Regions from separate parts of the Capsicum annuum genome. Here region 1 is linked to region 2. The links are chromatin contacts, called in public Hi-C maps. All regions are on one chromosome and are shown on one strand. Each heading gives the region's core, a stretch centred on a gene start, on an enhancer-like site or on the middle of the called end of the contact. The rest is flanking DNA. Distances are from core to core; before and after follow the strand shown.

The links. Hi-C and Micro-C count contacts between places; a contact is called where the count stands out from the background.
Region 1: a Hi-C map of bud shows a contact between it and region 2, with 1.9 times the contacts expected there. The contact joins the promoter of LOC107844457 here to the enhancer-like site in region 2. A contact is called at or near these places in 2 of 5 Hi-C or Micro-C datasets (bud and pericarp).

The regions. Positions count from the first base shown.
Region 1 is chr10:177,760,578-177,766,524 of UCD10Xv1.1, reverse strand. It overlaps LOC107844457 (probable membrane-associated kinase regulator 4), which reads left to right and starts at 4,370. Exons shown (of 1, transcript XM_016688869.1): 1 at 4,370-5,194. The coding sequence starts at 4,370. The coding sequence ends at 5,194.
Region 2 is chr10:177,720,657-177,726,392 of UCD10Xv1.1, reverse strand. No RefSeq gene overlaps it. Among protein-coding and RNA genes, the nearest start is that of LOC124887839, 22 kb to the left of the region's middle. Within about 2 kb of position 1,347, at least 2 of the 5 cell types and tissues checked have an H3K27ac peak or open chromatin away from gene starts, as enhancers often do. A contact at or near this core is called in bud and pericarp, where this site is marked.

The DNA of each region.
Region 1 (5,947 bases), core at 3,121-5,620, 37 kb before region 2:
GTACCCGATCCACCATATACATATCTGTATCGGTGTGGTACCCGATCCAACATATACATATCCATACCTGCATGGTACCCGATCCACCATAAACAAGTAATATCAATATCAAATTTACACTACCTCCCAGCATACAATACAATGTACCAAGTCTACAAGTACACTTAAAGTCATAAGACAATTCTATCAAGTAAATTTCCAATAATCATTTATATACGCCTCATCAATCCAAACATCATCAATTTTAAGCATGTCCGAATACCAATCAACAAGTATCCAATTTAGGAGCATACACACAATTAAATCGAGTCTAAACTCCAATCAAACAGTAACCTATTATATACATTTTATTAAATTCATACTATCTTTCGGGATGCAATACGACGTACTAAATTTATAAGTGCACTTACAATCATAAGGCAATTCGATCAAGTTCTTTCATTTATAAATATTTTGATCCTCTCACGGGCACTATTACAATAATTCATCATGATTATCAACAAGTCATTCATAGCATTACTTTAAGGAGTTATCATTATCAAACAAGTCACTCATAGGCACATTTCAATAAACCATCATTATCACCAATTTAGCCTCTCATGGGCATCTAATAGATATAGTATTTTTATCAATATCAAAACAAGAATATCATAAAATAAATCACAATTTAATTCTTACGTATACAAGTCACTATTGAAACCTTAATTACTCGTTAATTATTAGAAATATCATTATCTTCTTAAATACCGCAACTTGGGTTCTAACATCACCACCTATAACTAACACATTAACGCGTATCATTATCCTCTACCTCTTTCCACATAATGCAATCACCACACTAATTCAAGTCATCTATCCCTTAGATATTACTATGTTCATCAATATTCGATCTTAGCATAATTCTTCTCATCATATTATTGCCCAATACATACAACTTAATACCATTACAAATCAACTAGATTCATCACTAGAACAACTAAAAAAAATATCATGTTCATATATTACATTTACAACAATCTCCTTTCATGCACATAACAAATAATATCATAAAAATCACATAATCAATCAATAATATAATTTTTGGGATTAAAGTTAAGTACTCATGTCTTTATCCACCACAACTCCATGCCCGCAGGCTAGACATGCTTTCTCCCATCAATTTTAAATGAAGAAAATATAAAATAACACAATCTTCTACTCATTAAACCTAGCATACCTGGACGCCAAGCTTTTGAATGAAGCAAGCCGCAATAAGAATGTTATTTCTTTTTCTTCATGCCTTGGAATAATCAAACATCTAAAAATCAAGCAATAATAAGAGTAATTAAATAATTACTCTTCAAACAAATATCTTGGGGATTCAAACTCGCTAGTTCTATCCTTACATCAAGGTCTATATCATTCCCCAATGTCAGTTAACCATTAATTAGCTCTTTCAAGATTAACTCATCTCCATTAATGAAGTTTTTATGCTAAAGTTCTCATCTTTACGGAATTCAAGGTTCCTAACCATCAAAATTCATAATCTAAGTTTATGAAATTCATGTTAAGAATCTTTAATTTATAATTTAGAATCAACTCTAGGTCATATTAAAAACACCCATGAGTATTTCCCAAAAGAATTTCACCATTAAAGGTCTTTCTAGGGATTCTAAGACGTTAAAGAAATGACGAAGAAAAATAACGGAAAAACTTACCTCAACCAAGGAATTTCACCTTAAGCCTTAGGAAATCACCTCTAGGGTTGGAGAATGAAATTTGAGGTTTTTAGACTTAAAATACGGTTGAAGCTGATTTAAATAACATCAGAATTTTCGCTACAGCAAAATTTCATTTCAACCCGAACAGTGCTCAGTAAAACAGTCATAACTTTTTGCTCCGAATTCGGATCGAGGAACGGTTTGTTGCATTGGAAAGAGGACTCAGATATCTTTGATTTGGTAGGTATTGATACCCCCTAAATGCTTATATTCTACGAGATATGATCGTTTGAAATTGACCTAATAGAAACCTATATCGAAACTGTATCGGTTAGAAAGTTTTATACGTAACTTGGTGTTAGGGATATTGTACGACCTTAATTCATACCAAAGGAACTTTCAAACTAAAGTATTGATATTATCACTTATGAATAATTAAATTCATCGAGCTTGAGTCTATTTAGACACATTCGAAGGCTAAAATTTTCATCGAAAAATTTGAGCTGACTTAATAAATAAAATATTGATTATTTTGGACACAAATTAATATTAGGAATGAAAATTAAAATTTTTTTATGAATAATTTAGTAACAACGAAATAGATCGTTACAACTTATTTACTTATTTAGAGGAACAAAAAAAATTTAAGACCACATGCTTTAATAGATAAAAATTCTAGATGTAATTTCCACCTTTACAACTCAGCAGAAAAATGTTTGTTCCAGTCGAAATGGGCCCAATGGTTTTGCTTTTTATACACTTTTCTCTCCTTTTTGGAGTAATCTGCCTAGCTTCCATTCATATATCCTCTAAAAATATCCTCTTTTTCCTTCTTAATACATCGACAAACTTTTAAACTGATTAGTAAAATTTTATAAAAAATTATATGAGCAGAAAATATCAAATTATAATTATTAGGCATAGCTAATATTTAACATAATTATTATTTACATTAAGATTTAAATTAAATAGCTAAATATATTTTTTTTGTGTGTTTGTATAATTCGGATTCATCTATAAATCTTTAATTTGGATCTCTCTATTTTTAGAGCTCATATACATTTGTATTTGTATACAAAGCAAATTTTGAGGCTCATATACAAATCTATAACGGTTTGTATTTGTATACAAAGAAAATTTCGTAACAAAATTTGTATATGTATATTTAGCTACTAAATTGTAGCTACGACCTGTAATTAGGCAAATTTTAGTTATGATGTCTTAATTATTGGCTAAATGTTAGCTATTTCTGAAATTTAAATGTTTGAATGTTCTAATTGAACACATGACAAAAGTATTCTAGTAAAGATTTTTATTCAAAACTTTAAAATTTTTGTGTGTGTTTTGAAACGTCGATTAAATAGTTAAATTAAAAACATAAAATATATCATCTCATTTAATCATATACATCGACATCAACTGAAAGAATTTGTGCGAGGATCTTTCAGAAACAACCTCTCTACTTCAATAAGGTAATGATAAGATTTGTGTACATTTGTGGAATCTCACTAAGCATGTTTTATTGTTGTTTAACCTCAATAGAAATACAACTGAAATCTTATGACTCAGTGAGGTTAATATATATAATTAAAGAAAGTGATATATTTTATATTTTTAACTTAACAACTTAATAGACATTAGAAAGTACGCACAAAATATTTTTCAAAATTTAAACTAAAAAGTCCAATCAATAGGAACACTTTATTATGTGTCTAGGTGTTTAACTTATAAAAAATTATAATTCAAATATTTAAATAAAATTTATTGAAAAGTTGAAGGGACCTCTTTTCTAACATTATATAATTATGGTTTTTAAAAAAAAAAAAAAAAGATGTTTGGATGAGTTTTTTAAGCGACTTAAAAAGCTAATAGTCAAAAAAATTAAAGGAGTGTTTGGTGTTTGACTTTTTTAATTATTTTTTAAAATTTAAAGTAAAGTAGTTACAAATATTTTTTTGTCTTTGTTAAACAACTTCAAAAATAAAAAGTGCTTAAAAATTAAAAATAATTAAAAATAAGTCAATTCAAACACCCACCAAGTAGTATTAGTAGAAAAAGTAGACTTTTCATGAGTTTTTTTTTTAAATGGAAATAAAGTACTATAAAATTTTGAATTTCTTAAAAATGGGAAGTACACCTAATGTTTGCATTGAAATAATTAGCACCTGCAAGCATGTTGACACTCAAGCTTGGGGAGGTTCGCTACTTCTCCCTTTCTGAATATGATCACATTATTTTGGATCTAAGCTGAAAGTCTGAGCAATACAAACAATTTTACATCACACAAATTTCATCCATCTTACAATCTAAATATCATTATATGTCATAAAATTAATAACTTTTAGTACAACCATAGTTTTTAGTTGTTTGTCTTAGCATAATACTTAGCCAAAGTTAACTGACACAAGAGAGGGAAAATGTCTATTATTCAAAGTTAAATGGAAAGATTAGTTTAATCTGTAATAGCAGATTAAGTTTATCCAATAATGTAGAATATTTTGTACACTAACAATGCATAAAACTTAAATAGTTTTTAACACAAAGTTGCGGGTGACAATAATTTTCACCCAATATCTATATAATTCTCTCTTGACACCGTCTAAACTTCAAAGTTCCTTCACCCTTCACCAAGCTCAACTCCCCTCCATAAGCACTTCAACAATACACACATGGATAGAGTACCATCTCCCCCTCCCCCGGGGCAAATGACCAACAATCCTCTTCCATTGTCTATGGACCATTCAGATGAAGAAGACTACATAGACATTGAAGTGAGCTCTTACTCTTACTTTTCATCATCTCCTAATTCTTCTTTTCAAATAGCCTCAATTACCAATAACAAAGAATCCACAACTTCCCCTGCTGGCAAGCTCCTTCCTCTTCACCAAAAACTACTTCAACTCTTTGAAGAAGAAGATTTAGAAGAAAGCTTTTGCATAAACTTGTTGATCACCCCAATCGGTTCCCCATCACAATCTTGCAAGTTGAGTTTTGAACTCAATCCAAATGATCAGAACTCCTTTGAATGGTCCAATACAGAACTCACCACTAGTAGCCATAATATTAGTCCCAAGAAATTGTGTAAACATTCTTTAATTAGCCATAAGTTGAAAGCCTCAAAGGCATTTCTCAAATCTTTGTTCACCAAATCTTCTTGCACAAATGATAACAGTTATTCTAGTAAGAACATGAAATTTTCCAGAACAAGAAATACCAATAAGTGGCATTCTCCAACAGACTATTTATCTTCCTCTTCAACTAATTCTTCTTCAACTGGTGGCTCTGTATCATCATCTGATTCCTCCTTCAACTCTGATTATGAGTTGAATTTCCACAAGAGGAGCAGAAGTTTCACTTCAGAGACTGAAGGTTCAATTGAGGCTGCTGTTGCTCATTGTAAAAAGTCACTAGACCTTACCATTCCAACAAACAACTCGAGCGTTGCTACGCTGAGGACATTGAAGATAACACCCAAGATTGCAGTTCAGGGTTAAGTCATATATTGGTTGAGGAAAGAGTTATGATCTCCGTTATTGGAATTGGTTAATTCTCATCTCATGAGCTAGCTTTTTGGAGCTGAATTAGGCTTAAGGTCAAGTGAACCTTCTCGAATTGAGTAAAAGCATAATAGACCAGTCATTTCCTATTGTTGTGTTTCTCAATGTTAAGCTCCCATGTTATATTATTCACGCTCCTGAACGTATGGTAGAGTGGTAAATTTCACATTGGTCAAGAGATATGTTGTTTGGAGATTTATAGTTCTTTCTATTTTATTGGATATAATTTCAATGAATTAGGTCTATAAGAATCGCCAAAGGTTTTGCTTTTGAATCCAAATTGAATCATTTGGAGCTTCGATTCTAGTCCATCCATTCATAATTAAATCTACATATTTAGGGAGATTATAATAATATTTGTTGAAGTTTAGTTAGATTCAAGATTTATTGTCAATCTATCACGATTTCAACAACGACCTCATTTTTGTAGATTTTGAATAAAATATCCTTTGTTCTTTGTTATGTATTTCAAGATGTAGCTTGGGATAAAAAAGGCCCACATAAAACTGCATTTAAAGTTTAGAGGTACTTTTGATGATGTAAAATCTTCTGGAAAAAAAAGGTAAATATATTGTCAACATTTAAATTTATCACGAATTTTTATTTTGATATCTCAATCTGTAATTGTTCATTTTAAGCACTTAAATAAGTGTCTAAGTGTCTCATTTTGACACTTTTTGCTGACATAGC
Region 2 (5,736 bases), core at 98-2,597:
ACAATGGTCCCTTGGCCCACATGTGGCCCTACTTTTTTCAACTTTTACACAGTTTTTACATATTAATCCTAAAAAATAATTCAAAAAGAAATTTAATGTTCCTTTGACAAAATAGTTTTAAGAAAGGTATTTTTTGCCAATTTTTCCCTATGTAGTATGTATGCATTAAAAAAAAAAAAAAATTTAGCCCCATATATTGTAATATTTATAAGTCGAAGTGGGTTTGATCACCTCCTTGGCTTGTGCCCTGGATCGTGGAATCACAATTTTAGGTATTGCCAGATTTATCAACTTCATACATACACAAAATGCACTGATGTCCTAAGTTATCTTGGTACTTATTTTTTTTTAATGAAAAATTAGCACAATTTTTTTAAAACAAAAAATGTTTCTAGAGTGTACATTGTACAATAGTACAATTTTGAAAAAGAACACCCCCAACAATTTAATTACCAACACCAAGCAATATTTTCCTTATGTTATTGTAGAGCCTACATAGTTTAGGATTACCGTTTAAACATTGACATAATTAGGATATATTCTAAAGTCCATTCTTGCTCAACCTGGATAGAGAAGGCACGATATATAATGAAGTGAAGAAGAGAAAAAATATAGAGAGTTGTATTTTTACACTCAATATTATCCTATAATATTCTACATGATATCGTAGCTCTGGTTCTATCTTATAGCTAGGTTATTCTGTATGATTATCATGTTACACATTCTTTACGAACCAGTTCATCTTCCTCCACTTTCTCTCTTTCTCTTCTCTCTCACCGGAATCTCACTATCAATTCATAGTTATATATGTTCCATAAAATCGAAATCTCAAACTACCTTTTTAATTGAAGAAACCCAAATACGTCAGTTGACGCATACTATTGAATAGCTATAGGAGGCATTACAGATGTGTTAGGTATGGAAGAAAAGTACTGTTCTTCAAAAAATATTTAGAGCCAAAAGTGGTCTAAATATACCTGGGACCTCAAGTTAATGCCCTGACCGACATACTAAATGGAATCATGGATCTCTTAAGACAAATATCAAAGTTGGACTAAAATTTCTGAATTCCGTCGAATTGTACCTCATGCCCAAATAAAATTCAAAATGTGCCACATGCATTTAGTGAAAGAACTTTTTCTCCTTTTTTTTTTGTTTTTGTTTTTTCACTCGGCGTCTTATATCCGCATTGAGAAATAAAAAACTAAATTTGCACATTGCAAGTTTCATTTCCAACAAAAAATTTCTTATTATAAGCCGTTGAATTGAGTTTTAATATTTCTGTCTCTACGTACGTGACTTTTCTTCATGTGGGACATGTTCCTGCTCCAGTACTGTGTGAATGGTTTCTTGTTTTAGGTGTAGTCCAACAGCAATATGTTCGTTTGAACAGTCATCTCATGTTCCTAGCCCGTGTGACTTTTTCAAAACATGTTCTGTAGTTAGGTATTTGGTGAAAATGACATACGTATTAGTTGTTACATACCCAACTGGCTGTTTGGGTAAGCTTATAAGTCGGTCAAAATGGCTTTTAAATCATTTTTTTGCTTTTGAAAGTTGTTGGCAATTTTTATAATTTCTTAAAAAAAGTAAATTTTGGCATTTTTCAAGCCAAAAGATATAAGTTGGTCACTCCCTACTTTTTTTTTTTAGCTTATAATTCATTGAAAGTTGACTGAGTAAATGACCTTTGTATCCCTTATAATTTTCACTTATTCCAAAATTATTCTCTTGTGCCTCTTATAATTTTCACTTATAACATTCATGATCTATAGCAATTTTTATAACGATTAACTTTTTTTAATTTAGTTTTTTATATTATATTAAACTATATTTTTTTGTAACAATAAATATTTTACAAAATAATTAATAATATTCAAACAAACGATAATATTTTTAAGTATTTTATATTAATTCAATATATAAAAAAAAATATTTGTATATTAATCATATTTTAATTTTAATAAAAACTTTAATAATATTTTAATAAAATTCTAATAATATTTTAAAATTTTAATAATAATATTTTAAAAAATTTAATATTAAAATTTAATAATAGTTTAATTTTAATAAAATTTTAATTCAGACAAATGATAATATTTTTATATTAATAATATTTTAATTCAATATATAAAAAAAAATTAAGTATATGTAGTAGCTTGCTGGCAATGTATACTATTTATGTGCTGTATTTTTTATTTATTTGTTTGTTTGATTGTTTTTTCCTTTCAAGAAAACCAATTTTTTATTGAAATATTTTTTATCTTAAATATTTTTAATTCAAAATTCTAATTTCATCCATGATAAGAAAGAGTATGAATTTAAATTAATAAGGTTTTAAAATAAATATCGAGCATTAAATTATTTAATTTTTTCTAAAGATTTTTTTAGCGCACAAATTTAATAGTCATTCATAAAAATATTATATTATATTATATATATATATATATATATATATATATATATATTAATTTGAATCATTTTAGAAATAAAAATTAATAATAATTAACTCTACATATTGTTAATAGCTTTAAGGGTATTTCGGTTAACAGCTTTAAGGATATTTCAGATATTTTGATCAAAAAAAGTGTTTAACAGCACTTATTTACCAAACATATCAACAATTTTTTTCAGTTTCAGCACTTTTATCCAAACACGTAACTGCTTATTCTTTAAATAAGTTCATCACTTTCAAAAACACTTTTAAAGAACTTTTTAAAAGTCACTTTTTTTCAGACTATACAAATGAGCACTTAGTGACTTTTGATTGTTGAATATACACTGGCAAGCGGCAAATAACTATACTTCAACTAATATTAATCGTCCAAACGCTTAAAAATATTCTTATAATCCTAGACCTGTCAAAACTGATATTACAAAACGATGAAGTGTCAATATCATCAACTAGGATTAGACGCACATTTTATTCTTGGAAGTACAACATATGACACTGTTCCTTTTTTATCATAGCTAGTGAGAATATTGCATGCCCATGCCATCCCATTTTCCTGGTCTAGTGAGTGCGTTGTCCAATAATTTAAACTTCAAAAATATCTAACTCAAGATACTGTTGCATGGAGATGCATGCATGTGTTGATTAAGTAAAAAAGACAGTTCGACGCATTAAAACTCCTGCTATGTACGAAATCGAATGGCTGAATCACAGGGGGTTTATTGTACGCAACTTTAACCTACATTTCTGCAATAGGCAGTAAAGGAAATTAATCAACAAAGTAGAATATGATTAGTTAAGGCTAAGCATATTGCAAGGGTTTGTATAATTAGCGAGTTTTACGCAAAATTTGGTGTTCATCACTAAATTGTCATCGAATATATCAAGATTGATCGATTCGGTACGTAGTATAATGAGTAAAAGTTTGATTTTGTAGCTATGATACTTTAATTATTTGAGAGATAATTAACTAAGGCCTATATATAAAAGGGTATTGAGATGATCCCTTGTTCAGCAATTTGGTTGTTTGTATATATCCTTGTTTGTTGATAAAAATATGTGCATTGTGTACATTGTTGGGTTTTAAAGAGGTGTGAATGGAAAATGAATAGATGTTTTTTTTTTTCGAAAAGACACCAAGAGAAAGGATGCAATTTGAATAGGTACTTTTTCGATTTGGATGGTTATGACATTTCCAATGGATTGTGACTTTTTGTAAGAGCTGACACCTTTTTTGAAGACTTGCACCTTTTTGGAAGAGTTACACCTTTATGAAGGGGTGCACCTTTCTGAACCATTGCTTCTCTTCGTGAAGCAACACCTTGATGGTTATAAATACCTGAATTTTTCCTCAGGTATAGACATTAAATTTTGAAGAAAAAATACTCCTCTAGAAAAAAGTCTAGTGCGATTTGGTGTCGTTGAGTGCGTTCGTAGTTTGACAGAATTTGAGGTACCGCTATTCTATCGAAGTGATTCATTTTATCCTGGGAGGAAAGATTCTATAACCTCGGGCACTTGAGAGGAATAAATTTCATAAGGACACACCATGAATTCGGTGAACTTGAATCTTTCTATTTCATCTCTTTTTCTTAAAGTTGGTTTCACTATTTTTCAAGAAAATAGTTTGAACTTCATATTGATAGTTCTTCAACTATTGAACTTGTTGAAGTTCTTGAAACTTCATCCTGATAGTTCATAAGGTGGTTAAATTTGTGTTGATGTTCTTAACATTTGTTTTTTTGTTTTAAGAAAATAGTTTGAACTTCAATTTTGGTTATTCATAAGTTGGATTGAACTTATTATTAAAAGTTTAAAGTTGTAAATACAGAGTTTAAACTTCGCTTGACTGTTCATATATTAATTTGAACATGTGTTTGAAGTTATTGTTGAAAAAATACAGATTTTACTAAACCCGAGAAAAACAACAATCTTAAGGGATTTATGAAAAAAAAAATACTCCCTCTGCCGTTTCAAAAAGAATGACATATTTTGACTTAGCATGGAGTTTAAGAAAATAAAAAATACTTTTGAATCTTATGGTATTAAATTAAAGTTATGTCAAATGTACCAAAATATCCTTTAATCTTGTGGTCTTAAACATGCCAAGTGGAAAGTTCAAATTAAAGTATTGTCAAAATAGAAAAGGGTCATTCTTTTTTAAACAGATTAAAAAGGAAAGTAGGTCATTCTTTTTTAAATAGAGGGAATATTTTTGTTGTTCTTGTTTAGTGAAAATTTATCACCATGTATAAATCAAGTACTTGGTTAATTTATATTGAGTCTGATTTTGTAGAGACTAAAATCTTTTAATTTCTACTCCCTCGGTTAGAAGATATAAAAACTTCACCAAGAAATCAGTGTGGAAATGCAGTTCAAAGAATATAAAAACTTCATCGATTCGGTAAACTTTCTGTATTGGTTTCTGGATTTTAAAATCTATGGGTTTTCACCCTGTTTGAATTTAATTCTGATTTGAAGTCAGAAAAACTTCGTCAGATTTCAAAGTTCATTCGGTTGATGATTTGAAGATATAAAAATTTCATCATTGACTAGCAACAAGTTGGTTAAAGATTAAAGTCTTTATTGTTAGTATTCTGAAATACTAAAGTGTATGTCAAAGATTGACAGGAAAATGACGAATGAAACTGAACAACAAATTGATTTGGTTGTGAATGGTGTTGTCCCAACGGCAACCAATGTTCCATCATGAAGTCATTCAGATACTGCTCTAGCAATGAAAACGACAGAAAAACTAAAAAAATATTTTGGTGTAAACTTAAATATTTTGGTGTGAACTTCAAGGAATGACAGAAAATGATGTCATTGGTTGAACAAACTTGAAATGAAAATGTTCACAAGTACAGATCTTCATACTCCAGAAAAAAATAATGATTGAAAATCAATTGTCTCGTTTAAAAGATCTTGTGAGTCTTCCCAAGATAGAAGAGGATAATGAGTTGAATGAGAAATCATCAATGATGATTGTAAATCCTGTTAAAGATGATGCTTTAAATAATAAGAAGACAAATAAGTCTTCTGTACAAGAGAAAGAGCAAAACAAGAAAACATTCAATGGAGAGTGTTATAATTGTAGTGATGTTGGTCATGAAGCTCTAAATAGTCAAGTTCTAAATAAGAACAAGAAAAAAGAGATCAGATAAGCATGTCAGAAACAACGGAAAAGACTGAAAATCTGTGTGCTATGATCACTTAAAGCAATCTAGTTAGAAATCTAAATGAATGGTGGTTTGATTCAGGATCCACTAAACATGTTTATGCGA